Regions from separate parts of the Capra hircus genome. Here region 1 is linked to region 2. Evidence: chromatin contacts called from public Hi-C data. All regions are on one chromosome and are shown on one strand. The core of a region is the stretch at or near the end of the contact, and the rest is flanking DNA. Distances in the headings are between cores, read along the strand shown. Region 1 overlaps UBE2H (ubiquitin-conjugating enzyme E2 H). Region 2 has its middle 22 kb from the start of ZC3HC1.

Region 1 (6,321 bases), core at 968-3,467, 160 kb after region 2:
AGAAGCTCCTGGAATAGCTGCCCGCATCACGTGGAACACCCCCACACACACACGTTCTGTTCAAGCCTGTGCTTTCTGGGCACTAACCTTGGTCCCATGCATGTGCTAGGCTCTGTGTGGAGCTTTGCCTTTCCACGGGGAAACTGCCTTTTAGTAAGCTGAACAGACTCCCTTTTTACACTAACTTTTGTCCCTTCTCTGTGCCTGAGAGAGGTAGGAGAGGAAGCTGGAAGAGGGCCACGCTGTGATTCTGAGGACTCTAGGCCCCCGATAACAGATGGTTGAGTGAGTCTGGAGCAAAGGGTGGTATGACACCAAAAAATACTTTCCACGTTGTCCCATCGCAACACTCTTGAGAAGCGTCCAGAGCCCCTCAGAAAGGCTGCGTATTTTTAAAGGTGGTAGTGGTAGACCAGAGCTGCTTCCGGCAGTCTCCCTTCCCTTCTTTAGTACCCCTCACTTTTGAAATCCTACCTTGTGGTTTATCAGCACAAAGCATTCTTTGCCCCTGTTCAAATGACTGAGCTCCATCTCTTACCAAACACAACAAACGAGATGGCTGCACCACGGCCCACTGGCCTCCAACCTCCCCAGCACTGGGGCCTCACGGGTTGCTTTTTATGGTAGCCAACCTAGACACTGGCATTTATGCGTTTTTGTCTTCAATTGTATCGTCCTCCTTGAGGTTACTGTGCAGGTTACCAGCATTTCATATTAGTGAGATAATTATCAGAAGTTGCCATATATCTCTCCAGTACCTAACATTTTTCTTCCACTCCAAAAGCGGTTCTAATTGCCAACAGGCTGATCTAAGCTCCAGAAGAGTGTCTCCCTCTGAAGGAATCTTTCTTTCCCCCTCACAAGGCTCCCAGAAGCCCTAGTTGGCCTTGACCTGACACTTGCTTTTTATTAGGCATCCTGTTGGAATGGCTGAGAATCATGAGAGACAGATCCTCTGCTAGCCTCCATGGGGAAGGTGTTAGACACCAACTTTCTGGGAACTAGTGTTTGATTTTTAAGTGGCATGTGACCCTTCTGTGTTCTAGGGACTCAATCAGAAAAGTGAAAGCCATTAACAAAAGTTAGGAGTTTCATTCATCTCATAACTTCCTGCCTGGGTTCACGGCCTTACTGACTGAAATCAAATTATTTCTGATTGGACGCAGACCTGCGTTTCTTTGGACTTCTGAATCCATGCTCATATTTTCTCTGGCCACTGAACACGTTGGAGATTCCATTAGGGACTGGATGGAGTGGAGGCCCATTGGGGAAGGGGTGCAGGTTCTCCACTCACCTGAGGAAGGGCCAGGACTCTCTTAAGTCAGCAAATAATCGTCTTGGCTGTGGGCTTGGGAAGAAATGGCCGTTATTTACTGATTGTATTTGGTACATATTGTGTGATACTTGAAGAGATAAAAGGGATTTACCAGCCCTTAATTGAAATCTAAGCTTTTTATCACTTATTTTTTCCTTGCCCCCTGTCCTCCCTTCCACCTTTCTCCTTGCATTGTGATGATCTAGTGGGCACTTCTGTCAACAGGACAAATGCCTCTTCTGACTATAACCTCTTAATAGTTGTGTATAATGAAAACTGTAAACTTTTTTTAAATAAAATGTGTATATACCTTGGCAAATGGCTGGAGCTTCATCAATAAGATAATAGCCCCTGTGATTGCTGATCCCAATTTTTTAAAAAACACCTGCCCTGTTCATCTGGCTCCTTTGAGCAGCAGACATTGACTTTTTTTTTTTTTAACTGAGAATTTCTTACAAGGCAGATGACTGGGTTAGTTTGGGAAGGGAGGGTCATGTGTAGGCAGTAGAGAATGCCTACAGAGCCCTGTCCCTAAGCCTGGACTGGCAGGTGACTGCTGGCTATAAACAGGGCTGTCTTTGCGGTTTCTCTACTAACGACTTGAAAAACCCATCTGTCCTGTAGGCTGGAGGACCCGGCCTAACCCCATGTGATTCAGCAGGCGTGGCTCCTGTGTTGATCTTCAACCCAAACCTCTAGACCCTGTTAGCTAATCCTGAGCAAAAGGCACCCCCTTGGCCTGGGGTTCACAGGCAGTACAGCTTCCTGCCAGGGCTCATCTGCCTCAACAAGGAAGGGAGGAAGCAGTGGGTGTTGGGTCGGAAGCTGGTCACTGGGTTAGCCCATTTCAACTCTTTTTCTAAAGCACTTGTCCACATCGGCCAGCAGGTGGCGATGTTTCCTCATTAGTTCGAAGACCCTTCAGACAAAGGGAAGAGCTTTCCTTTGGTGACATGCCCCCATCCCCCCAACTCTCTCGCACTGTTTTCTCCTTACTCATCTCCCCCACACTCCTTTTTTTCCTCACTGCATCCCAGTGCATTCGACTGTAGGCACAGCTTTTTATCTACCCGAGAGGAGGGCAGGACCACCTAGGAACCCTGCTCTGGTGCCAGCAAGCATCTCCAGCTCCCCTGGCTGCCCACAGTGCTCAGAGACAAAACAGTCGACAGCAGGCTCTGACAGCTCGCTAACTTCTCAAGCAGGGTAGTAGGGGACCAAAGAACTGGACCAGCACTGTGAGTCCTGGTCCCATCTCGTCTGTTGAAACCAGCTGTGTGGCCTTGAGCTCCGTGGACCTCAGGTTCATCTGTAACATCAAGTCCCTAAACTAATAGGCTTTGACTGACACTTTATGACTCAGTACTCCATCTGGGCTCTGAAATGATATCCTATCTTAGTATCCTGAGAGAAGATGTATCAACCTGAGAAAACACCAAGGTTTCAAGCCAGAGGTTAGAGGTTTGGGACCTAAAGACCTTCAGGAGTTTAGAGCACCCATTTTCGAGCTGAAAGAATTAAGGGTCGTGAACCAGGGTGATAACCACACAGGCAGCTGCTGTAAAAAACCCCACAAGGAGTCTCAGTGCGTCCAGTGCTCAGGTCCCCGCCCACCATAATCTCACCCAGCATCACTTACCTCTCAGCCTCCGTCCAGATGCTTCCTGAGTGGCAGGGGGCTCTTGCTGCCTGCCTGAGGCACTGCCCCTTTCCTGAGAAGGGAATGCAGGGTTTCTGCAGTATATTGTCCTGGAACAGAAAGTTACGGGCTCAGAGCCCCTTATGCTCACTTTAAACTCTTATTTCCAAAGGCTGTTCTGCCTCATGGAATAGATTTCTGAGACACGGGACCCTGGTGTTTTCTGCTCCCACCTTGTGCCAAGGCAAAGGGCATTTATCTGTCTCCCACAGTCCTTGGATCTGCAAGGTCCTGCTGTTCCAGGAGCCACTTGACAGACCAAGCAGCCTTGTTTAGGGGGAGCTCACAGGCTTCTCAGGGATTCAGACACCCCAGTGAGCCTGGGACAATCTACCCGGGGCCCAGCCTGCCCCCCAGTGCCTCATGTTACAGGGTTTGTGCGCTCAGAACTGCATGGAACTACAGTCACACATGCTAGGGATTTGTTAGATGGTAAAAGGAGCCAGAGCCTGTCGCCTCTCACTCTGTGTATGGGGTGTGTATGTAGACCCATATAATGAAGGATGTATATTTTTCAAAAGGGTCGGGGCACTTCTGTGAACCTGGGCTCCTCAGAGCACTTTGGGGCTCAAACTTGGCTTCTAGTGTCAAATGACTAGGGAGGCAGGAACAGACTTGACCTCCCTAAAAGAAAAAATTAGCCCTTCTGGCCACCCCATCATTGATGATTAACCTGGGAAGGAGTGGCTGGACTGCTGGTGGCTTCTGGCCTTCCAATCTCACTCAGCTCCCCTTCCCGCGGTTCCTATCACCCAGGTCAGCCAGCGCTGAGCAAGCAGCTCACTTTGAGAAGCTTCAGGCCAAGTTCAGTTCTTTCCAGCTCTGTAAACAGTGGGTCAGGTGCCTGCAAACGCACATGTAAAAGTGTACATTAAAGTAAAGCTAAGCCTTTAAAAGATATACTTCTGCAGATTTCCTCCAAAGAATTCTGTGCTGCTAACAAAAGGACATTCCAGAGACCCATGAAGGTCTTCCACAGCGCTCTCTTGCAGAGAGAACCACCATGAGCCGTGACCCCTTGGGCTTTCCGCATGCCATCCTCACTCACACTGGCCTTAGAAGCTCCTCAGAAAGCAACCCAGGCCTTGGCCCAACTTTGCACTAACTCCTTGTGAGGTGCCAAGAGACCTGGGCACACAGTGTGTGGCATGACCCATGCTGGACCTACATCTTCAGGTCATAGACAAGTAAGTGTTCTTTCTGTGCTTGACTGGGTCTCTGCCAGCCTCATCCTGCCATCTGGGGGCTCCTTTAGGATGCCTCCTGGTTGACCCAGTGAGGCTAGCTGACCTGTCCAGAGACCCTGTGGGTTTGATCCGTAAGGATCAGGGCCTTTCCCCACATACATCCCCATTTCCACTGATAGCAGTGTCCCCAACCTCTGGGCCCTGCAGTGGAATCAGGAAACTTAGATTGAAACCTAGAGCAGAAATATAAAAATAGAATACCATCTACATCAATAATTTAAATTTTTCTAGCAGCCACATTTCTTTTAAAAATAAATAAATAAAAGTAATGTTTTATTTAACTCGATATATCCAAAATATTATTTCAGTGTGTAATGACTATTTTAAAATGCATGAGATATTTTGCATTCTTATTACGATGCTAACTCTTTGAAATACAGTGGGTGTTTTACACAGCACATCTCAATCTGGACGCTTACACTTGCAACATTGAAAAAAAGAGTCCTGCCTGGGTTACAGAAAAATGTACCCTGCTGGTTTTGAAATAGTTAATTACAATCAAATAAGATGAAAAATTCCATTTCTCAGTCACCATCTAGCACGGGCTCAAGAGCCGCAAGTGGCTGGTTGGCCGCCCACTGGACCGCGCAGCCCTGGACGGCTCGGGGTGGAGCAGGAATGTTTAGGACAAGAGAACAAATCACAGGAGAGACTTCAGGGGGCGCAGAACCCAGACCCGCACACCCAGACTCGCGGAGAGTGTTCTGGGATCGTGCGGACCCCGCAGCGGGATTGTGGGCGAATCATAGCAGCGGCCGGGGTCGAGGTCCGGCCCGCGGCCACGCGCTGCTGGCTGGAGCCCGCCACCCCAAGCTACACTCCGGGGGCTCGCAGGTGTCCCCTGCGGGGACGGAAGTGGCTCCTCCCTCCTCCTTGAGTCTGGGGACTCCGCCGCGGGCCAACTGGGGCGGGGGTCCGAGGCCGGCGCGGAGGGGCGCGGCCCACCCCTGGGCATTTTAGCGGGCCCCGCCTCCGGCGCTAGAGGGCGCGCGAGCCTTGCGCTGCGGCCTCGGCTCCGGACGGACCCTCCCTTCAGACCCTGTGCCCGCCTAGCCGCCCGGGGTGGGACCGGGAGACCCGCGGTGCCCTGCGATTGCCAGGAAGAAAAGCAGTGAGGTCACCAGATATGAGCTTGGGATATGGCCCTCCCCACCCCCCGGTGTCCCCGGTGTCGCCCGTTGGTGCCACAGAGGCCGCTCCCTGGCTCCCCTTCCCTGGCCTGGACCGTCCCTGCCCATCTCAGTAGGAGCTCAGAGCCTCGCAGCCTGACTGTCGCCTTAGCCGTGGCTCCTGGTGGCCAGCGACAGATGAGACTGCTTAAGTAAGCAGCGGCTTGTCGGAAGGTCAAGGCAAGGCCCCAGAATTCTCTATCTGCGGGGGGTAGGGGGGTTGCTGTATGACCAGGCTTGGGATATGAAAGGAGCTGAGGGACTTCGGAGACCCGGCCTCAACAGCAGCCCGGCCAGAACAAGTCCACCCTAACAAAAGGCCGGCCGCGCGACCTGAATCTAACCATCCCTCATCTCTGCAGCACCCGCTGAAAACAGAGAAGCCCCAGCGGAAGCCAGGACCCTGTGCTGTCGGTGGGGGCCCAGAGGTAGGGATATAAACCTCTTCAAACGTGGTCTCTTTAGGGAAATAGCCCCCAGAGCAGCCTGGGAATTCAGCACAGAGGCGCCAAAGGCCAGGTACGTACACTACCACCGTGCCAGCCACTCTCCAAACCCTCTGCTGCTCCCGGCCTCCCCAGCTGGCCTTTGGGGCAGGGAGGAATAAAGCTGTCCAAAGAACCACAAACCACAAAGAGGGGACTTCCTGGAAGAGAGGATTTGATCCAGCCTGGCTGGATGGGGAGGGATTGTATAAAGAGAGAAAGGCCCAGGGCGGCCCAGCTAAAGAGTGACCAGGGGTGTCTAAGGAGATGGGAATAGATTTGGGGGAAGATAGAGGTGTCTCAGAGCTCTGGCTGGCCTTGCAGTATGGAGAGAAAGGAGACTGAATGGTGGCTTGGGGCCAAGTCAGCCATCAGAGGCACAAAACAAAAGTACAGAGGAGACAGA
Region 2 (6,444 bases), core at 3,720-6,219:
GAGCCCACGCGCCACAATGAAGATCCAGCACAGCCAAAAATAATATTATTTTCCGATAATATTATATTATCAGCCTGTGAGGGTGTTTGCAAAATAGATTAGCATTTGAGTTGGTAAACGCAGTAAAGAAGATCACCCTTACCAGTGCAAGTGGGCATCACCCACTGAGAGCCTAAGCAGAACAAAAAGGCTAAGGAAAGGCGAATTTGCTCTCTTTGTGGCTGGAACATTGGGGCTCCTGGTTCATGGGCCTTTGGAGCTGGACTGGGGACTCCACCACTGGCTTTCCTGGGCTTCCAAGCTTGCATGTGGTTGGTAATAGGATTTCTCAGTCTCTGTGATCATGTGAGCCACATCCCATAATAATTCTTTCTTTATATGTATCCTATTGGTTCTCTTTTCTCTGGAGACTGCTGACTGATACAGATGAGCGTGAACTTACGAGCTTCATCTTCCAAAGCATTTTATTTCTTCCACACACTAGGACATCACTTCAAGTTATTATTCATTCTTGTGGGTTCAGTTCAGTTCAGTTCAGTTCAGTCAGTCAGTTGTATCTGACTCTTTGCAACCCCATGAATCGCAGCACGCCAGGCCTCCCTGTCCATCACCAACTCCCAGAGTTCACTCAGACACGTCCATCAAGTCAGTGATGCCATCCAGCCATCCCATCCTCTGTCGTCCCCTTCACCTCCTGCCCCCAATCCCTCCCAGCTTCAGGGTCTTTTCCAATGAGTCAACTCTTCTCATGAGGTGGCCAAAGTACTGGAGTTTTCAGCTTTAGCATCATTCCTTCCAAAGAAATCCCAGGGCTGATCTCCTTCAGGATGGACTGGTTGGATCTCCTTGCAGTCCAAGGGACTCTCAAGAGTCTCCTCTACAAGTGTTTGGTTTGACCTTTCTGGTAACCCATTTTTCCTTATTTGGTTCTTTATTTGAAAAAAAATTTTTATTTCACTTGGCAAACCCTTTTAAAGATGGAAATTGCCTAAATTTTCAATTTTGCTACTTTCCTATCTTAAAGATAGCATTATAAATCATCATTATAAAGAATTTCCCCGCTTATACCTAGCCAAACTAGGTAGCTTACAGAGGTACTATATAATCTCTGTGTTGTCTACTGCTGGCTTTCTCATGGGTAAATAGAACTACCAACACCTTCTTCTCTCCCTCCCAGGTCAGAACCTTTTACAGTGTGGGTCCCAGTGGTCAAGGCAGATGGTACCTTGAAGACCCTCAGCTGTTCAAGTCTATTCAGACTTCCTAGTTTGGCCAGTCCTGCCAGCCTTCAGATTCTCCTTATATTATTTTTCTCCACTGAGGCCTCTAGGATTCTGTGTTTTGTTCTAACACAAGTTGCATTTCCCATCTGAGTAGATTATGTTTTTTTCACAGGTTAAGATTGGCGCTCAGACATTGAATAATGTCTTGCTCTGTCGTACAGCTAGAATGTGACAGTGTGTGTGTGCTAAGTCGCTTCAGTCATGTCTGACTCTTTGCAGCCCTATGGACTGTGGCCTGCCAGGCTCTTCTGTCCATGGAATTTTCCAAGTAAGAATACTGGAGTGGGCTGCTTCGCCTTCCTCCAGGGGATCTTCCAGGTCCAGGGATAGGACACACATGTCTTGCATTTCCTGCATTGGCAGGTGGGTTCTTTACCACTAGTGCCTCCTGGGAAACACAGAGTGTGACAGAGCCCCCACTTAAACCCATGTCCCCCAGCCTCTGTCCTTTGCACTATGACACAGCTCAGAATACCTTTCAGCTCAGTGAGTCTTAAGATTTTCCTTTTCTGAGCATCAAGTCAAGACCTACTCTCACAGGGGAAATAAGAATCTTAAAATCACTAATGGGATACCAGTACCAAAATGCATTTGTCACCTGGCTGTTAGATTTTAGCCAACTTGCATAGACTTAGCAGGTGGAACATTCTCTTTGGGGGCTTTCCTCATTTACTCATCAAACTCTTATACCAGTTGTGGCTACACTGGAGCCAGCTTTTAAATCCCTTCCACCCTGTTCCATCTTAGAACAGAAACAGCTGCTTGTACAACTTGACCAAGGGCAAAAGTACAAACACTTCTTCCTCCTCAGTTTTCCTTGCTATTTTTAGTTTTATTCCTATTTTAGATTTTCTTTGGCTTTGTGTAGCTGTTATCTGGATTGGGTGACCCATACCTTTGGAAATGAATGCTGCACCCGAGCCCTTTAATTAAAGGCCATCATTCCATCTTTATCCCATGCTCTCTTTTCTCTCATTGCTTCCTGGCTGAAGTGTTGGTGGTGGTTACTGTTTTTCTTTTCATAGTGCTTCTGTTTGAATTGACTGTCATGTCACTAAAGCTGCCTAGGATGAGAGGAAAAGGGGAAACCGTAGGAAAGTCTCTGAGGAGGACTGGTAGGTCATGGAGATTGGTGGTATATCCAAAAATTATCCAAAGATTCAGACCACCTTAATATACTCTTAAGCTTTTTGTCCTCACTTCTGTCAGCTACCTAGCAATAGAGTGAGATATGGGAGGAAAAAAATGGACTGTTTTCCAGGTAGGTCAGTAATAGCCCTCCAGAGGGTAAAAGAGCATAAAATAGTAGATTTGGAAGGAATTCTAGCTGTATCTTCAGGGCCTTCACCATTCTCACGAGAAGCCAGCATCACAGAGGCAAAATCACTTTTAGCCTCCAGCTCCATTTCCTAGCCAATCTTGTCCAGCTTAACAAAACCATAGGAGGAGGCAAGTCTTGGGTGGCAGGATGGATTTTGAGCCATTTTGAAGTGATGGTGAAGTAAATAGTGTAGCTAGAGGCTGCATCTTAGACTTGAAAGAGGAGGCAAGAATAGTCTAGAGCAGGAGAGCCTCTGAAAATTGATTTTCCTACTATGACAGAGAGCTGTTACTTCAGAAACATACTAAACTCTGCTTAGTGTTTAACCGAGCACTTTTCTAACTCAGCCTTCGAAGCCTATGTTCCTAACACTACTGTTTGTCTCCTAACCAGGAGCCTAGCTCAAAAGAGCAGAAATTACATATATGAAAGGTGTTCAACACATGCTTACTTGCAATAAGAAGCTGACAATAACCTAAACATCTAACAGTTGGAGAATGATTACATAGAGTATAAATTTGTGGAATATAATTCAAACTATTAAAATGTTAGTTGTAATTATTCTGTTGGTATAGAAAGTTGTTTGCAATATCCATGAAAAATAATGCCAGGTCTTATATCTCCACTGTGATTTATATACCCATGTCTAGAAGAAAACTTGAAAAAATCAAAAGTCAAAGTATTAAAATAGAATTATATAATTTTCTTTGGATTCTTTTTGTCACACATACTGTTTGTGCAATGAAATTTTTTTTGTTTCCGTTTCCTCATAGCTCAGTTAGTAAAGAATCCACCTGCAATGCAGGAGACCCTGGTTCAATTCCTGGGTCGGGAAGACCTGCTGGAGAAGGGATAGGCTACCCACTCTGATATTCTGGCCTAGAGAATTCCATGGACTGTATAGTCCATGGGGTCGCAGAGTCGGACATGACTGAGTGACTTGAAATAATAAATAAATACATCTTTATAATTCTGTAACCGGTAGTCTGTGGCCTAGCAAAGATTTCTGGTAAACTTTATGTTCTTTTCTTAAGCCATGGATAAAAGTTTTTATATTTTGTTTCTCCTGTACTTTTTGTTTGCATTTGATATAGAGTAGGTGAGAAACAATAAAAGTGATTAATAGCATTAAGTGAAAACATTAAGATAGAACGCAATGAAGTGTTAGCTTGAAAGCTGCCACGTACATTGCCTAGTTTTGGTTTATATTTTATCTGTAAGCATGTAAAAAAGAACGATTCTTGGTAATTTACTGGCTCATACTGGATATCATTCTACACAGTTTACAGACTGAACAGGAAAGCTACCTGTTCTATATCATGGAGTAGTAAGAACAGAGGAGCTGGGCCCTCCTTTCCTACCTTCCTCTATTCACCTTCAACCCGCCTTCACTTGAGCGCACAATCTAGTCAAATCCTCTCTGAGCTGAGTATCTTCATAGCTGTTAAAAAGGAAATGGGTACAGACCCATATTCATCGAAGCATTATTCACCATAGTGAAGAGGTGGAAGCCTAAATGTCCACAGAGGATGAATCAATAAAGAAAATGTGGAAAATAGGTAATGGAACCTTCAGCATAAATAAAAATTTAAAAGAAGGAAATCCTGTCATATGCTACAGCACGGAGGAGTCTTGTACATTCTCCTAAGAGAAATAAGCCAGTTGCAAAAAGACAAATACTGCTTGATTCCATCTACATCTAAAAGAGACAGCTAAAGGAGTCAGACTCCTAGAAACACAAAACAGAACATGGTGACCAGCTGCTGGGAGAGAGGGGGAAATACGGAGCTGTCCAGAGGGTTTAGAATTTTAGTTTTGCAAAAAGAAACCGTTCTAAAGATCTACGCAGTACAATATACATGTAGTTAACACTACTTCTTACTCTCAAAAATGGTTCAGATGGTAAATTTTATTATTTTAAAACTACATTAAAAAGAAATGGCCACTTCTACCGCCCCCAACCTTTTCTATATACAGAGCAGGATCACAACTTGAACCCTGTGTCCTTCATCCTTCCAGTCTAGGCTTGGGCAGCTTTGTCCATCATCCCTTTTCCTTCCACTGGCATGTCCGGGTGCATCTTTGCTCTGAGGCTCTTCAGCTGGGCCATGGCCTTGATTATTCGTGAGCTTGAAGTAGCTGCTTCTCTAATATGGGGAAAAAATGGGTGTGAAACCCGATGTGAAAACTTTATTCTGTACATACAAAAAAATTAGATGTCAAGTGAAAGGCGGCTTATCAGATACTAAGTGACTAAGGGATATCTCTCTTCCCTAATTATCAGACCAGGAAGACATCTACACAGAGTCAAGATCATGGACGTTGAGCAGCAATGCAGCAGTACCTTCCGGAGCCACTAGGTGGCGCCCATGGTCCACCCCGACTTCCCTGCCGCGTGGACCTGGCCTCAGCACTTGATGGCTAATCACTAGCAGAAAAACAGCGGCGGACAGTCAGCATTTACTTTTCCAAACGGCTTAGTCTCATTTTCAGCATCATTCCTACTTTGTTCTTATTTTGTTACAGGTCTTCTCCTAACCAAACTTCTTGAAGGCGGAAGCTATCTTGTTTCTACTGTAGGCTTATACAGAGTGGAACAGAGGGACAGACTGAAAGCGCTGAGACAGAGATAGAGGGAGAAAATGGAGCCACAGAAGTGAAAAAGTTTAAGGTCAGGGTTAGGACCCTGTGTCCAGGATTAGGGGAACAAGTAGCAAGGACAAGAAGCTGACTGAGTGGGAATTCAGCTGCAAGAGGAAACCCAGGGGAAGATAAAGCCGTTGGTGGGGAACATTGGCACTCATGAGGCAGCCCTTCTGTGCTCCATCTCAGCACCAGGACTCAGGGCTGGGTCACCCAAGGGCCAACCCACAAAGTTAGGCAATCCACTCATGAAGCTTTGAGGAGGTGTTCTGAGAAGCACAGGCCAGAGTACTATGTCACCAGGGCCACAGAGCAGCCTGAACCCAGCAGATGACCCTTTTCTTGTGAGGATTCCAAGGTCTGTGACTCATGCTAATTAACCCTGACTCACTGTAGCACTGAGCACAACAAAGTTATTGTCCCCGCCCAGTTGAGTGGGGAAACTGAGGAATGGAGTGGGGAAGCAGCTTTGCTCCATGAGTGGCAACAGGCCCTGAAGCTGCAAACACCCGTGAAGCTGCCCTTGAAAATCAGGAGCAAACACTTCCCAAGAGGGCGGTCCAGAGGAAGAGGGGGAGGAGGAGAGGGGGAACGTTTAATTTGTGCTAGTTCCTTGTAGGGTAGAGCCATAAAACTCTACAGTTCAGTTCAATTCAATCGCTCAGTCGTGTCTGACTCTGCGACCCCATGAATCACAGCATGACAGGCCTCCCTGTCCATCACCAATTGCCGGAGTTCACTCAAACTCATGTCCATCAAGTTGGTGATGCCATCCAGCCATCTCATCCTCTGTTGTCCCCTTCTCCTCCTGCCCCCAATCCCTCCCAGCATCAAGGTCTTTTCCAATGAGTCAACTCTTCTGCATGAGGTAGCCAAAGTATTGGAGTTCAGCTTCAGCATCAGTCCTTTAACTCCTAGGACTGATCTCCTTTAGAATGGACTGGTTGGACCTCCTTGCAGTCCAAGGGACCCTCAAAAGTCTTCTCCAACACCACAGTTCAAAAGCATCAATTCTTAGGTGCTCAGCTTTCTACAGAGTCCAACTCTCACATCCATACATGACTACAGAAAAAACCATAGCCTTGACTAGACGGACCTTTTTGGCAAAGTAATATCTCTGCTTTTCAATATGCTATCTAGGTTTGTCATAACTTTCCTTCCAAGGAGTAAGTGTCTTTTAACTTCATGGCTGCAATC

Evidence for each region. A called contact is a pair of places that touch in the nucleus more often than the background predicts.
Region 1: a contact with region 2 is called in a Hi-C map of blood, with 5 times the contacts expected there. The contact joins two enhancer-like sites. A contact is called at or near these places in 2 of 5 Hi-C or Micro-C datasets (both in blood).

Annotation. Positions count from the first base shown.
Region 1 is chr4:26,494,049-26,500,369 of ARS1.2, forward strand. It overlaps UBE2H (ubiquitin-conjugating enzyme E2 H), which reads left to right. Exons shown (of 7, transcript XM_018046929.1): 7 at 1-1,634. Among named protein-coding and RNA genes, the nearest start is that of MIR183, 47 kb to the right of the region's middle. Within about 2 kb of position 2,218, at least 3 of the 5 cell types and tissues checked have an H3K27ac peak or open chromatin away from gene starts, as enhancers often do.
Region 2 is chr4:26,329,607-26,336,050 of ARS1.2, forward strand. No RefSeq gene overlaps it. Among named protein-coding and RNA genes, the nearest start is that of ZC3HC1, 22 kb to the left of the region's middle. Within about 2 kb of position 4,970, at least 4 of the 5 cell types and tissues checked have an H3K27ac peak or open chromatin away from gene starts, as enhancers often do.